Regions from separate parts of the Mus musculus genome. Here regions 1 and 3 are each linked to region 2. The links are chromatin contacts, called in public Hi-C maps. All regions are on one chromosome and are shown on one strand. Each heading gives the region's core, a stretch centred on a gene start, on an enhancer-like site or on the middle of the called end of the contact. The rest is flanking DNA. Distances are from core to core; before and after follow the strand shown. Region 1 overlaps Gm13791 (a long non-coding RNA gene). Region 2 has its middle 27 kb from the start of Slc35c1. Region 3 overlaps Gm39880 (a long non-coding RNA gene).

Evidence for each region. Hi-C and Micro-C count contacts between places; a contact is called where the count stands out from the background.
Region 1: a contact with region 2 is called in a Hi-C map of cortical neurons. The contact joins two enhancer-like sites. A contact is called at or near these places in 1 of 39 promoter capture datasets (the 3T3-L1 cell line), 3 of 15 datasets of contacts at CTCF or cohesin (the NIH/3T3 cell line, embryonic stem cells and stem cell-derived epiblast-like cells), 6 of 484 Hi-C or Micro-C datasets (the 3T3-L1 cell line, cerebral cortex, cortical neurons and 1 more), 2 of 115 datasets of contacts at active chromatin or transcription factors (embryonic forebrain and forebrain) and 1 of 9 other capture datasets (embryonic stem cells).
Region 3: a contact with region 2 is called in a Hi-C map of brain, with 7 times the contacts expected there. The contact joins two enhancer-like sites. A contact is called at or near these places in 2 of 39 promoter capture datasets (embryonic stem cells and hippocampal neurons), 9 of 15 datasets of contacts at CTCF or cohesin (the NIH/3T3 cell line, embryonic stem cells, hippocampal excitatory neurons and 3 more), 93 of 484 Hi-C or Micro-C datasets (the AtT-20 cell line, B cells, the C2C12 cell line and 39 more) and 18 of 115 datasets of contacts at active chromatin or transcription factors (VIP interneurons, astrocytes, bone marrow-derived macrophages and 9 more).

The regions. Positions count from the first base shown.
Region 1 is chr2:92,875,240-92,879,752 of GRCm38.p6, reverse strand. All of the region lies in intron 2 of Gm13791 (a long non-coding RNA gene), which reads left to right. Among named protein-coding and RNA genes, the nearest start is that of Syt13, 38 kb to the left of the region's middle. Within about 2 kb of position 1,987, at least 10 of the 459 cell types and tissues checked have an H3K27ac peak or open chromatin away from gene starts, as enhancers often do. A contact at or near this core is called in cortical neurons, where this site is marked.
Region 2 is chr2:92,484,193-92,488,559 of GRCm38.p6, reverse strand. No RefSeq gene overlaps it. Among named protein-coding and RNA genes, the nearest start is that of Slc35c1, 27 kb to the right of the region's middle. Within about 2 kb of position 2,464, at least 32 of the 459 cell types and tissues checked have an H3K27ac peak or open chromatin away from gene starts, as enhancers often do. A contact at or near this core is called in VIP interneurons, brain and cortical neurons, where this site is marked.
Region 3 is chr2:92,833,849-92,837,907 of GRCm38.p6, reverse strand. The region is part of intron 2 of Gm39880 (a long non-coding RNA gene); the gene reads right to left. The region is part of intron 4 of Gm13791 (a long non-coding RNA gene); the gene reads left to right. Among named protein-coding and RNA genes, the nearest start is that of Gm32413, 29 kb to the right of the region's middle. Within about 2 kb of position 1,432, at least 14 of the 459 cell types and tissues checked have an H3K27ac peak or open chromatin away from gene starts, as enhancers often do. A contact at or near this core is called in VIP interneurons, brain and cortical neurons, where this site is marked.

The DNA of each region.
Region 1 (4,513 bases), core at 738-3,237, 390 kb before region 2:
GGCATTGTATAAGATATGCAGGAAGGCTGGCATGCACTTGAGCCTGAGTCTACAGACCATGCAATGTGCTTTACCATGGGCAAGAATAAGAAGGAAGGTCAATAGGCTTGTTGAACAGTGACCAGAGAGTGGGCAGCTCTGACTTAAATAATCATCAGGCTGTATTCGGTTGGACCCTGTTTGAAGGCACAGAAACCATGAGTTTTGTCATTAAAGGTTGGAAGGCTTAAGTAGAGAAGTGATTTGCGTTCTAAGACTATTATGATCTCTTTGGGGGAGTGATTGATTGTAACAGTGTTGCAAGGGCAGGACAGCAGGGAGCAAAATGAGTGCTGGAAGGCCACATGAGCCACAAGGGCAGCCTGGGCTCTGAGGATGGAGCTGGCCAGGAATACATTCTTCCAGATGCATCTTCAGAGCTGCTGGTTGCAGGATGCGGAGCAAGAGCAGGACTTGAGAGATGCTCAGGCATTCCCTTGGGCGTTCCCTAGGAAGACTGCACTGCTTCATAGGAAGAGATGCTAGGACAAGTATTTCCCACACTAGAGGGAGGAGTGTGTGTGTGTGTGTGTGTGTGTGTGTGTGTGTGTGTGTGTGTGTTGACTGAAGCTGTTAGCGTCATCTTTCATCCTATAGAACCCTGCAGTAGGACCTAAAAGGTTGAGCAGTGACACTTACTGTCAGTCAGATTGGCACAGGCTCACCCATGGCAGCAACTTAGGGATATCTGTGCTCATGCAGCTTGCAGCCTGCTGTGCACCCTCCACATGCTCTGTTCTTTAAGGAGTGTGAGCCTCAGAACAACTGTAAGGTACAGGTACTCCATGAGCCCTCAGTTTACAGAAAAGGTGAGGTGTGAGAGCAGAGGCAAGGTCCTACCACATCTAGGCTTAGCAACACTGGCTCTAGAATGGCCAGGGTGTGCAAGCCCTGGTTTGTTTTCCTGTCTCTGACTCCAGATGTGGAGACCTGAGCAAAGGCTTTGTCGTACAGCAAACAACAATTCACAACGATACTTTGTTGCATCGATACTTGGGTACCCAGCTAACAGGACTCTTCTGAAGTTGAGACACAATGGGTCTCCAGCAGATGCTGATTGCAATGATCACCAGCACCAGGCAGGAGGCAGGCTGTGTGTCGATCTCTTTCCTTCTCTTGTTGTTACTCTGTGGCTGCTCTAGTGAAGCTGGGCAAGGAAAAACTTGAACATCCTTTCATGGATCCTTCCTCTTACTGGAAGGGAGGAGAGAAGAAAGAAGCGCAAATGTTAACAGGGTGTAAAATCCAAACAGAAAGGCTCAGAGGCAGGGACAACAGTGACCTGGAGATTGCAAATGGCAAATGATGTGGGGCCCAGGAGATGGCAGCCTTGGCTGAACGAGGACGCTGTCAAGAGGAGAAAAGGGAAGAATGGAAGGAAGATCAACCCTGGACATAGACGAGAGGAGGCTGAGTTCTGTGGAACGCAGGCCTGTGCACCTTGTTAGGAGGGAAGGCCTGTTCATTTGCTTCTCCACTGTTGAAAATTTTAAGGACAGAGATATGTTTGATTAACTTCCAGCAGAGGAAAGATGTGGTCCTTCTGTGGGAAAGTGAGAAGTAGTCTGCCCATCCCTAGAGGAGGGAGAAAGGAAGATGGAGGAAGGAAGAAGGAGGGAGACACTCTAAGCAAGATAGCTGCATCCCTGCCCAGTGTGTCTCTGCCTGCCCAGTGTGTACCTGCCCACTGTGTCTCTGCCTGCCCAGTGTGTGCCTGCCCAGTGTGTACCTGCCCAGTGTGTGCCTGCCTTCCCAGTGTGTACCTGCCCAGTGTGTACCTGCCCAGTGTGTACCTGCCCAGTGTGTGCCTGCCCAGTGTGTGCCTGCCCAGTGTGTGCCTGCCCAGTGTGTCCCAGCCATAGTCTCTTCACTCACTGGGACTAGAGCAATACCATCTGGAATCAACATCAAGCCACCCTGAAGCAATGATACAAAAGGGAAAAGACTGGCTGGCTGGGCCCGAATTAGACACACAACTCAGACTCAGCCATGCCAGAAGGGAGTTTGATCAGCTGCTGCCAACCATGGAAATTGCTTTTCTGGGAAAGACAGACTTGTTAAGAAGTGAATAGGGGCCAAGCCTTAAATCAGGGGTCCGCAAGCTTAGCTGTAAAGGGCAGCTAGTAAATACTTAGGCTCTCCACTCGGAGGCTCTGGGTGGCTCTGCTGACATCCTGGGCAATTAGCTAGACAGTCTCTACAAGAGTAATTGTGTTTGTGTTTCAGTGCAAATTTATTTAGAGACAAAAAGATGTGAATTTCTCTGTGAAAAGGGAACAAGACCTAGGGTGGAAGACACATACTATTAAGGACAAGGATCCAATGTACACAGATATTAATAATTCAGCGCACACAAGAGACCTAGTATGGGGGCATAACTTTTAATCTCAGTATTAAAGAAAAAGGCAGGCAGATCTGATTTCAAGGCTACCCTGGTCTACATAGAGCAATGGCTCTCAACCCTCCTAATGCTGTGACCCTTTAATACCCTCATGTTGTGGTAACCCCCAACCATGCAATTATTTCTTTGCTACTTCATACCTGTAATTTTGCTACTGCTATGAATCATAATGCAAATATCCGACATTCAGGATACCTGATATGTGACGCCCTATGAAAAGATCATTGGACCCCCCTCCAAGGGGTTGTGACCCATAGGTTGAGAACCACTGACATAGGTTCTAGGGCAGCCATGGCTACATGGTGAGACCCTGTCTCAAGAACCAAACAAAACAACCAAACCCCCAAACAAAAGGAAGCTTCATGGAATTACTAAAGTGGAAAAAGACAAGCAGGGCTTGAATGCAGACTATTCTATGAGCAAAGGCCTTGTGAGAAGACGGCCCCCCTGTGTCATTCCAGCTCTGTCATATTTGGGGAAAGAGGGCTTCAGAGGCAGTAGAAAGATCAGTGTTTGCCTGGAGGGAGTGAGAGTTAGAGAGATGGATGAGTTCTTCAGGGCAGTGAATATATTCTAGGCAATTCTTTAATGGGGCAACAGATCATTACACACGTGTCAAAACTTAGAGCATGTGCTGTTCAATGGTGAGTCCCAGAGTGAGCTCTAGACCGGTTAATAGCAGCAAGTCAGCATTGGCTCACATACTGTGACCAGTGCACGTCACTAATGTGAGGTGATGAAGATAGGAGCAGGGCAGGTGGAAAGAGGGGGCCAGGGGAGAGGGTGGGGAGGGGGGAAATCTGGAAATTCTCTGTAATTTCTGCTCAATTTTTTGGTAAACTTGTGCCCCTAAAGTCTGTGGTGGCTCACATCTGGGATCATAGTGCTCAAGAGGCCAACACAAAGGGATTGCTGTAAGTTCAAGACCAATTTGGGCAAAAAGTGAAATTCAAAATACAAGAACAAAACCAGAAAAACAAACAGAAGAGGAGCTGGAGAGATGGCTCAGTGGTTAAGAGCCCTGGCTGCTCTTGGTGAGAACCGGGGTTCAATTCCCAGCACTCCACAGTGGCTCATAACCATCTATAACTCCAGTCCCAGGGGATCGGATGATGTCCTGGCCTCCACGGGCAGCAGCCCACATGGTGCACAGACACACACGTGGGCAAACACCCATCCACATAAACAAATCAAAACCAAACCGAAAGCAAAAACTGCATAAGTGGTTCTGTGGCGGAGTGATGTGATTTACCACAGGGTCTAAACCGGAATTGAAGTTTAAAGTTTAAAGATAAAAATCTACAATCTGAAGTAGTTTTTTTTTTTAATTTACCTTAATTTTCTTTTGCAAATTAAGTTGTTAGGTTAGGGCTGGAGCTACTGGGGCTACTTCCTCGGCAGCAGTCAATCCCCCTTTCCCCTCCACAGCCACCTTATAAGAAATGGCAAGCCCCATGCTGCAACTCTCTGCGAGTCTGGACTTCTCATCCATGCCCCACCCCCTGTGTACCCAAGGGAGCTTACCAAGCTCTTGGGGGCTCCAGGTGGCAGGCACTGCCACCTTTGATGGACACACATCCAACAAAGAGAGGCTTTGTCGCTCTGTCCGTCCCAGGTGACTGCTGAATCCTGTAGGAAAAGGGGCCCTGCTTAGCCTCCTGAGTGTCCCCTGCCATGCAACTTCCTGTGGTATCAACAACTTACAGAGAAACCTCCTCCCCAGGGGACAAGCGACCTACAACTGAATAGTTTTAGGAGGCCTGCAGTTTAGATTCAGGGAGAAAGAACACTGAAGGTTGCCAACACTGTGGTCCAAGTAAGCACTGTCCATGCATTCTTCACAGCCCTGTTTGCAATGCCTTTAGGGAAATGTGCATACTCTCTGCAGGTGACTTTGATGACATTGGTTGTGCTGATGTTTCCTGACTCTCAGCCACCAGGAAAGACAGTCTAGAGCCAAGGTGGCGGGGTTCTTTCCACATGGAGGGAGTGGAGGGGGGTGCTGCTGGCTGATACCTCTGCCGCTGGACCCTAGCTAGACCACCAGCCACGGGAGCTGAGGCTCCTAGGATT
Region 2 (4,367 bases), core at 1,215-3,714:
TTTTCTAGTTTGAGTCAGAGAAGTTTCCTCTTTCTGCTCCCGAGACTGAAAGAGCCCTGTCTCAGGTAGAGCTAAATGCCCAGAGACTGAGCCATCAACAGGCTTAGGACCATCACCATACCTCAGCTCTGTTTCCGTGCTGCCTTCTCTCTTAGGCTGGCTCTGCTTTCCCATCCAAAGATAACGTCTAAAAGTCCGAATCCAGCCGAGCCACTTCCGTGGGAGGAATAGTTCTTTACTGGTCAGCGTTTATCACACCAGTGCTGTGTAACAAGCAGTTCTGAAAGCTCAGTCACTGACTACAATTTTTCTTTTCACTCTCATAAATATGTGGGTCATGGGTCATGCTGAACTCCAAGCTTCAGCTGGCCTTAGTGAACTCTCCGTCCTGAGCCTCCCAGGGGAAGCTGCCATGGCCAATGGGGCAAACGCCCCTCAAAGTGGCAGTCAGGGGGAAATCACGCATGGTGCTTCCTTCGGGTCTGACTGGCTTGTCACTGCTGGACAGTTTCCATAGACAGAAGCAGAACAGACGGCAGAGCCCTTGGTGGCTCAGAGGGGAAGCCTATCTCCCACTGCAAGGACAGCAGGGAGGACCGAAGGGGCCTTTGTCCACAGACAATGTTATCTTTCTCAAGAGAATTTCCTTGAACTAGGTCCCTCAGCTGATGCAGGGTGCCTACCCTCCCTGTTGTGCCTTGGCAAGAGAGAGGTCGGGAGGCTCACAGGGCACCGTAGCCATCATCAATGCAACAGAGCCTTTGTAGGCAGTCAGTCAACAAATTCGTGAACTGCCTAGACTGGCACTCAGTGGCTCTCAAGGCACATGTCCGTCTGCTGAGAAAGTTGGGGAAAGCACAGGTTCCATGTTGGTGGGTCTAAGCAGAGCCTGGAAGTCATTTCTATGAAGACCCCACTGGGTACAAAAAGACCAGATGAGTCTCTCAGCCTTCAAACACTACTTTTGCATCTGCAAAATAGCAATCCACCTGCCATGTAGACTGGCAGGGCTGGGACGTGGGATGCGGTGCATGGCGGCCTAGCCATTGCCCTTCATCCACCCTACGCTCCCCAACTCCCTGCCTCCAGGAAAGAGCTCACAGTCTGGCAAGTATTGCTGCATTTCCCATTAACGGCCCTAAACGCTCCCTGTAATACCGTTGATGTGATCCCCAAGACTCAATTACAGTTATCAGGCAATTAGGCGCACCACAGCGAGGTGATTGCAAAATTAATGCCGGCCCCATCCAGCGGCTTTGGATCTTCCCATGATTCCACCATCCCACATCTGGGAGATGACAGCTGATCTCCCTAGGAGAAAAACTGTTCTTAGGAGAGAACCCTACAGCTGAGAGCCCTCACTTGCTGAGGGGCTGCAGAACAGGTAAAGTAAGGCAAAGGCAAGCAGGCTGAGCTGGGCAGCTGTCCATGCCTTCCTGACTGATATCATCCCCTTTTAGAGAGAGAAACAAGTCCTCCCTGCCTTCAGTTGTTAGGAAAATAGTCTGTGTGTTGCCTCACTGGGTCTCCAGGGGCTCCTGTCTGAGCCTCTGTGTCCTCAGCTGGGAGGGACAGGGATAGTAAGTCATGGCCAGCCTGTGAATTGGACCAGAGGGCAGTATGAAAGGGGATTCGGAGTTTGCTGTGGACAGCTCCATGTCTTAGTGACCATCTGCACCCTCAGGGGACACTTCGCAGGTCTCTGTCCTTGGGTGACCATGGCACAGTCGTGTTTAACCCCCTTTGGGAGACAGAAGTTTGCAGGTATCTGGATGCATAGAAAGGAGAATCAACTTCTGAATGTGGATTTAAGTGAACTTTGACCCGTACTGTTAATGAAAACAAGGCACACACATGCATGCTCACTGGTGACACCTTAGAATCAATCCCCTAGCCTCCAGGCTCAGCCCCACCAGACCCTTTGTAGTTGAGCCTGTGGTTCCACAACTGTCCACAAGACGGCGCTCCCACTCTAGTAGTCCCCGGACCCTAATGCATTGCTATTCAAAACGGAGCCAGGACTTGGTTGTCAAAAGAGAGAAAACGCGGCTGCGGAGGGGAGGGCGAGTGTTCTAGCTCCCACCCAGTGATCCCTGCCCTATTTCTTACAGCGAATTATGGTCTGAAACAGGGAGTCGGGAAAATCTGTAGTCACCATCCTGTTTGGAGCTTAAAGACAAGGGAAGCCAAAGTTATGAAAAGTGAGTTTTCGGGTTTTTCAGACGATCCCTCAGTTACTGACTCTGTGGCCACAAGTAGATTACGTAGCTTCTCTATCCCTCTGTTTCCTCAGTTCCTCCCCAGTTTCTGTGCAAACCCACTTAACATCTACAAGTGTCTATATATTCAGATCACTGGCTGCTTTCCTAATGCAGGTCTCATTTCAGCAGCGACACACACACACACACAGAGGCACACACACATAAGCACAGGTACACACACAGAAGCACACATGTGTGCAAATTAACATGCACACACATGCACAGGTACACATATACACCCAACAAGGCCTCCCTGACCCTCTCTGCTGATACTTCTTGTGACATGAAACCGTCACATTGCTTGGGAAATTTGTTTTGTATGTTGATTTAGTCTTCTCCTGGACGGCGCACTTTTAATGGAAGTAAGACCTGAGTGTCCTCGTCCCTGAAAGGCGAGGACGCGCATGATATCTGGTGGATCCCAAAGCCCAGGCAATCTCTCCCGCTCTGCCCAGCCGGCGGCGGCTTTAGCTCTGTGCTGGTGCTGCCCTCCAGTGGCGCTGGGCCCATGACACCTGCTTTTTTTAGTGTCCAAGCGTAATCTTTTCATCCCCTCTATCTACATGGGTCCACCACTAGCCCCGAGGCTCTGTAGAAAGTGGTGGAGAAGGTGGGACCTTGTCTCCCAATGATCATCTCACCTAAGTCTGAATTGCAAGCCCCTGAGAAAAATAAGCTTAATGTCAGAAGACCCCTTGGGGCCGACTTAATAAATACGGTGTCTGTCTTTACATAAAACCCTGCAGGGGCCAAGCCAGTCTGACTCTATTTTACTGATGAAACTCTAAGACCCAGCATCATACAAAGATAAAATTGTCTGGCCTGGGACTGAAGAGATGGCCCAGCCGTTAAGAAAGCTTGCTGTTCTTGCAAAAGATCCAAATCCGGCCCTCAACATTTCCGTCGAGCTACTCACGACGACGATCTGGAACTCCAGCTCCAGGGCATCCGACACCCTCTTATAGCCTCTACAAGCACACACAAACACGAGGCATACGAAGAAATAAAAAATAAAAAATTTAATTGCCTGTCCTAAAGGACCTGAGAACTCGCTCCTCCACCCTCCACCTTCCAGGCACAGGGCAGCTGCACCTTGTGCAAAACCGCGGCCGCATAAACCGGTCCCTGGAGTGGTATCTTTCTTCTGTAAGACTGCCATTTCTTTTTCCCCTCGACATTGTCACTAAATATTTCACTGAGGATCTGCAGGAAATTAGGGCGGGCCGTCTTCATAGGGTCAAGTCGCATCTTTCTTTCCAGAGTTATTGGTTTTTCGGGCCACCATTTCATCACTTATAGAGCGCTCAGATGACAACGTTACAAGACACAGATAAGAGATTCCCATGTCGGTGGCTGTGAATGTGGGCAGTGGTAAGCTGGGGCAGGATTCGCTCACAGAATTTACAAACTGCGACGCGCGTAAAAGAGAGCGCATGCGCTGCCGCTTTGCCTATGGCGGGTTTGCAGTCCCCATTTAGTAACCCACTTGGCGCCTCCAACTCACGGAACTTGGGCAACGCTTGGGAGGCTGTTCTGGTGGTTTTGTTTGTTTGGTTTTTACAGAGACTATTGCTTTGTGATCAACTTCACTCAAGCAAATTACACAAAGCCACATAGTTTCGGTTTCAGACAGGTCTCACCCTACTGCGTTTCCCTGGTTCTGCCCTCACCACCATCACCACCACCACCACCACCACCACCACCACCACCACCACCACCAGAGGAGGTGGGATAAAGAAGACTAACTTAGCAAATTCCAGCCAATGCCAGGCCGTGTGAGAGTTGGCTGTGACTGTGTCCCCTGCATATAATTTGGTTGGCCCAGCTGTCAGGACAACTGGTGATGCTGCACGCTGAAGAAGGGGGGCCACCCATCCCACCTGAGGGGCCGGAAGGGGCTTTTGGTTCGTGTTGGGTGGGGGAGGATAGAAAGAGACCATAGGAAGAGAGACAGTCTGAGTTTGAAGTATGTGTAGGGTTATCTACGTTCCTACACTGCCAAGAGGGGCTCCTCAGCCCAGCCTCTGGGGCTTGGCCCTCTAACCTTCCCAGGCTAGCCCCAAAACAGGGCACTCTAGGGAAGAAAAGGGACAGGCAGCCAAGCCA
Region 3 (4,059 bases), core at 183-2,682, 350 kb before region 2:
TCAGGGAGGTGTAGGCTTTGGGCTCAGACATGTGTGGACTCTTGGTCTCTCTCTGCCCCCTGACTGGTCCTGTGATCCAGGCTTCCTCACTGACCTGCGCTTGACATCTGAGCCTGCAGATACTGCTGTAGGGATCACGGTGTCCAGATTTACTGGGCACAGTGCTGCCCTAGGCAAGGCTTCTCAGAAGCTCACGAGGGCTGTGGGAGAAGAACTCCCAGAGCTAAATGGACATTGATCACCTATTTTTTTTGTTTTTTGTTTTTGACCTGAGTCATGGATACGCTGTTTCTTTCGAGAATGGAGGATCCAGGACAGAAGAGAGTTGTACATCACGAGTCCTCCTCCAAGGTGTGCTGGCTTGGACTGGTAGTTAAAACAGGCAAAAGGAGGCTCTGAGTATGGGCTGCATTTCCCGCTTTCTACATCTGTAAGGGAGTTCACTAGTACCCTCGAATCTTGTCTGGAAGGTGGGGTGGCACTGATACTTCCCTTCATTTTTTCTTTTTTAAGACTTGTTTATTTATTATATGTAAGTACACTGTAGCTGTTTTCAGATGCACCAGAAGAGGGCATCAGATCTCATTACAGATGAGCCACCATGTGGTTGCTGGGATTTGAACTCAGGACCTTTGGAAGAACAGTCAGTGCTCTTAACCACTGAGCCATCTCTCCAGCCCCGATGCTTCCCTTCTTAAGCTGTAGCCTGTGCTCAACAGACGTGCAGGTGACACTTGGAGGCCCTTGGTTCACTGCCTGGCAACCAGGAGGTGCTCAAAATTTGGTAAGGTCATGCCTACTAGGAGTCCTCCTTCTTTCTCTCCTCCTTCCCTTGGTCTCCCTCTAAATCCTCTTTTCTGACTCCCCTCTTCTTCCCTTTCCCCTCTCCTTCCTCCCTCCCCCTTCCCTTCCCCCTCCCCAGCTTTCTTTGTGAATACTCTGGCCTGGAACCCACTGTTCAGCTTGGATAGAAGACATGGGTTTGTTCGAGCCAGGATGGCTTAAAAACATTTTATCTTAAATGTTCTCTGTCTGATTTACAATGATTTGGGGGCTGTGGCTTCGGGGTCTCTGTTCTCTTTAGCTTTGCCCAGGTCTCTAGAGCCCTGTGCCCTGGGTCCCACAGGTTGGAGCATGCTCTTGCAGCCAGCTGTTGCAGCCCACCCAAAACTTGCTGATTGCTAGCTTTCAGGCTTGGCATCATACCGCATCTCCCAAGAATGTTCTGTGGTACTCGGTGATGCCTCCTCGGGGTGCCTGGTGTTTCTGAAGCCAGCTTTAGGGCAGAGGGAAGGGGCCCTGTCCTAATGATGTCCTGTGGCCTCTGAATTTCCTTTTTGCCTGGCAGGTTCCTGCACGCAGTTGCTTGCCTTGCGCGCTTCCTCTATTCATGGCTCAGTCTGTCTCCCTGTGCACTGGTGGGGCTTCTCCAGAGAGATGGAGCCAGTGCATTCTGTACATATAGAAAAGGGTTTATTTTCAGGAGGTGACTCACACCGTCCTGGAGCTGCCAGGCTTCACATCTGCAGGGTGGGCTGGCAGCCTACAGACCTAGGGCACAGCTGTGATGCAGTTCAAGTCAAGAGGCTGCCAGCTGCAGATCTCCCACCTGCTCAGCAAGGCCTGTCCTTTGTTCTGTGGCAGCCATTTATGGACTAAATGAAGCCTACCTATGTCAGGAGGGCAACCTGCTTTCTTCAAAGCCTGCTGATTTGAGTGTTAATTTCACCCCCAAACATCCTTACAAAAAAATCCCACAGTGGTTCATACCTGCAATTCCATCATTAGAGGCTGAAGCAAGAGGACAACAGAGAGCATGAAGCCAGCTGGGGCTGCATAGTGAGACTACTTAGAAAAACAAAAAATCCAAAAACATCCCCATTAGAAGTATCTAGAATAGCATTTGATAGCATACACGAATACCGTGGCTTGTCCAAATGGACACAAACTGTCTGTCATACCATTTATAGCAAACATGCCAGGTCACAGGGACACTGCTCTATAGCTGTGTTGCAGGCCAGCCTGGATCAAGACTTCTCTCTCACTTCCTTAAATCAGGAAGGAGAAAGGCAGGTGACAGGGGATGGGATGTGGGTTTTGCTGTGTAGGTCAAGACTTTTTGGCCTCCGACAGTATGGGACAGACCTAGGGCTGAGGGCTAAGAGCCTAAAGCTGAGAGGTTGGGTTTCAAAGCTGAGAGGCTAGGGACTAAGAGCCCAGGACTGCAGGTTGAGGGGCTGAGGGGCTGAAGGATTGGGGGGCTGGTGTGGCAGGGCTGTGGCTGAGGGGGTGAGGGGCTGTGGCTGTGGCTGTGGCTGTGGCTGTGGCTGTGGCTGTGGCTGTGGCTGAGGGGCCAAGGAGCTAGGGGCTGATGGGCTGACAGACTAATGGATTGAGAAATGAAGGTCTGAAGGCCAAGGGATTGACAGTGGGACTTTGAAACATGTCGCTAATGGGTTCTATGTGATAGTGAGGCAGAGAATGCTGTCCAGGGTCTGGAAAACCTATCTATCACACACACCAGAATAATTTCCAAATTCAGATTTCCAGACCCTACTCTCAGAAGTTTCCAATTTGGAAAAAATCAGTGCATCTGTGGTTTCAGGAAGCAAATAATGTATTACTATAGAAAAATCTAAAAAGATAGTGGCACTGTCTCTGAGCATCATAAGGTGGGGGAGGGGAGGTGGAGCACCTGGTATAATCAATGCACATGCTGAGTCACCTTTCACCAGCCTCAGCTGAATGCCTCTTGGGACAGAGGCCCTGCTCCCTTAGAGACAGCCCCTTGTGTTTTTAAAAGGCTGTGCCCCCCCCCCCCCACACACACACACCTCAGCCTCACCCCTCAGAGCTCTTAGATGAGGAGTCTGTGTAATTGCTCAGCCACCGGAGATCTCTGGAGGAGCTGGAGATAGTTTTCATTTCCTGCTCTGTCTTCTCTGGGTTAAATCTCCCCAGCCCCAACATGAGACAATGTGTCCCTCTGGGTGGGTGACGGTCCTCACAGTGGAAGTGCTTGTGCTTCTGCAAGGCCCGGCAAAGGGGTCCTTCTGTCTGTCCCTGCGGACATTCCACCCTCATTAATTCAGCTGAAGGAAATGCAGCCTCTCATGGTAGCCTGGCCATTCTGGAAACAGGGCCCCTAGGACAACCCTGCAGCCTGGAATCTCATCCTCCTCTGTCTTGCCTTAGGCCTCACCGAGTGTGTGTGTGTGTGTGTGTGTGTGTGTGTGTGAGTGTGAGTGTGTGCGAGCGTGTGCTATGCTCTATATGTGTGGGGCGTCAGAGGACAAGCTCAGATGCTAGGCCTTTCCTCTACCTTTGTTGACACAGGAAGTCTTCTTTGCACCTGTGGATGATGCTCTGGTCCGGTGTCCACCTCCCACTGCACTGCAGGATCCCTGTGTTTACAAACGCCTGCCAATGCATCAGGCTTTTGTGTAGGTTTTTGGGATTCAGACTCAAGTCCTCATGCTTGCAAGGTAAATGCTGTAGTCACTAGCCAATCTCCCAAGTGCTACTTGAATCATTTTCATAGCACAGTGCTAGGGATTGAACTGGAGGCCTTATGTATGCCAGGCAAGCCTGACAGCTCGTGTTAGGAAAACTGACTCCAGGGTATCTTTCAGCACTGAAGAAATCCTACAGGTTAGTGCTGTTTTGGACCAGCCACTTTTGAGGCCGGATTTTGCCATAGCCAACCTGAAAGAACCCAGAGACTCTGAGCAAGGCAGAGTTGTGTTCAAATCTCACCTCTGCCCATGGTTCTTGGGGCAGCTGACCTTCAGGTTTTCATCCACCCATAGCATCCTGTCTCAGGGCTGTGCTGAGTCTCTGTTTCAAATGTCACAGCATGCATTCCCTTATAACTGCTGTGACCAAACACCTGATAGAAACAGTGTTAAGGAAGGAATGATTTATGCTGCTTTCTACTGTCGCAAAATTCATCCCATGGTTGTCTGGCCCATGAATTTGGATGGAGCATCCTGGTGGCGGGAATGTACGGTGGAGTGGGACTCCTCACTCCTGGAAACAGAGGAGGAATAACAGAGGAAG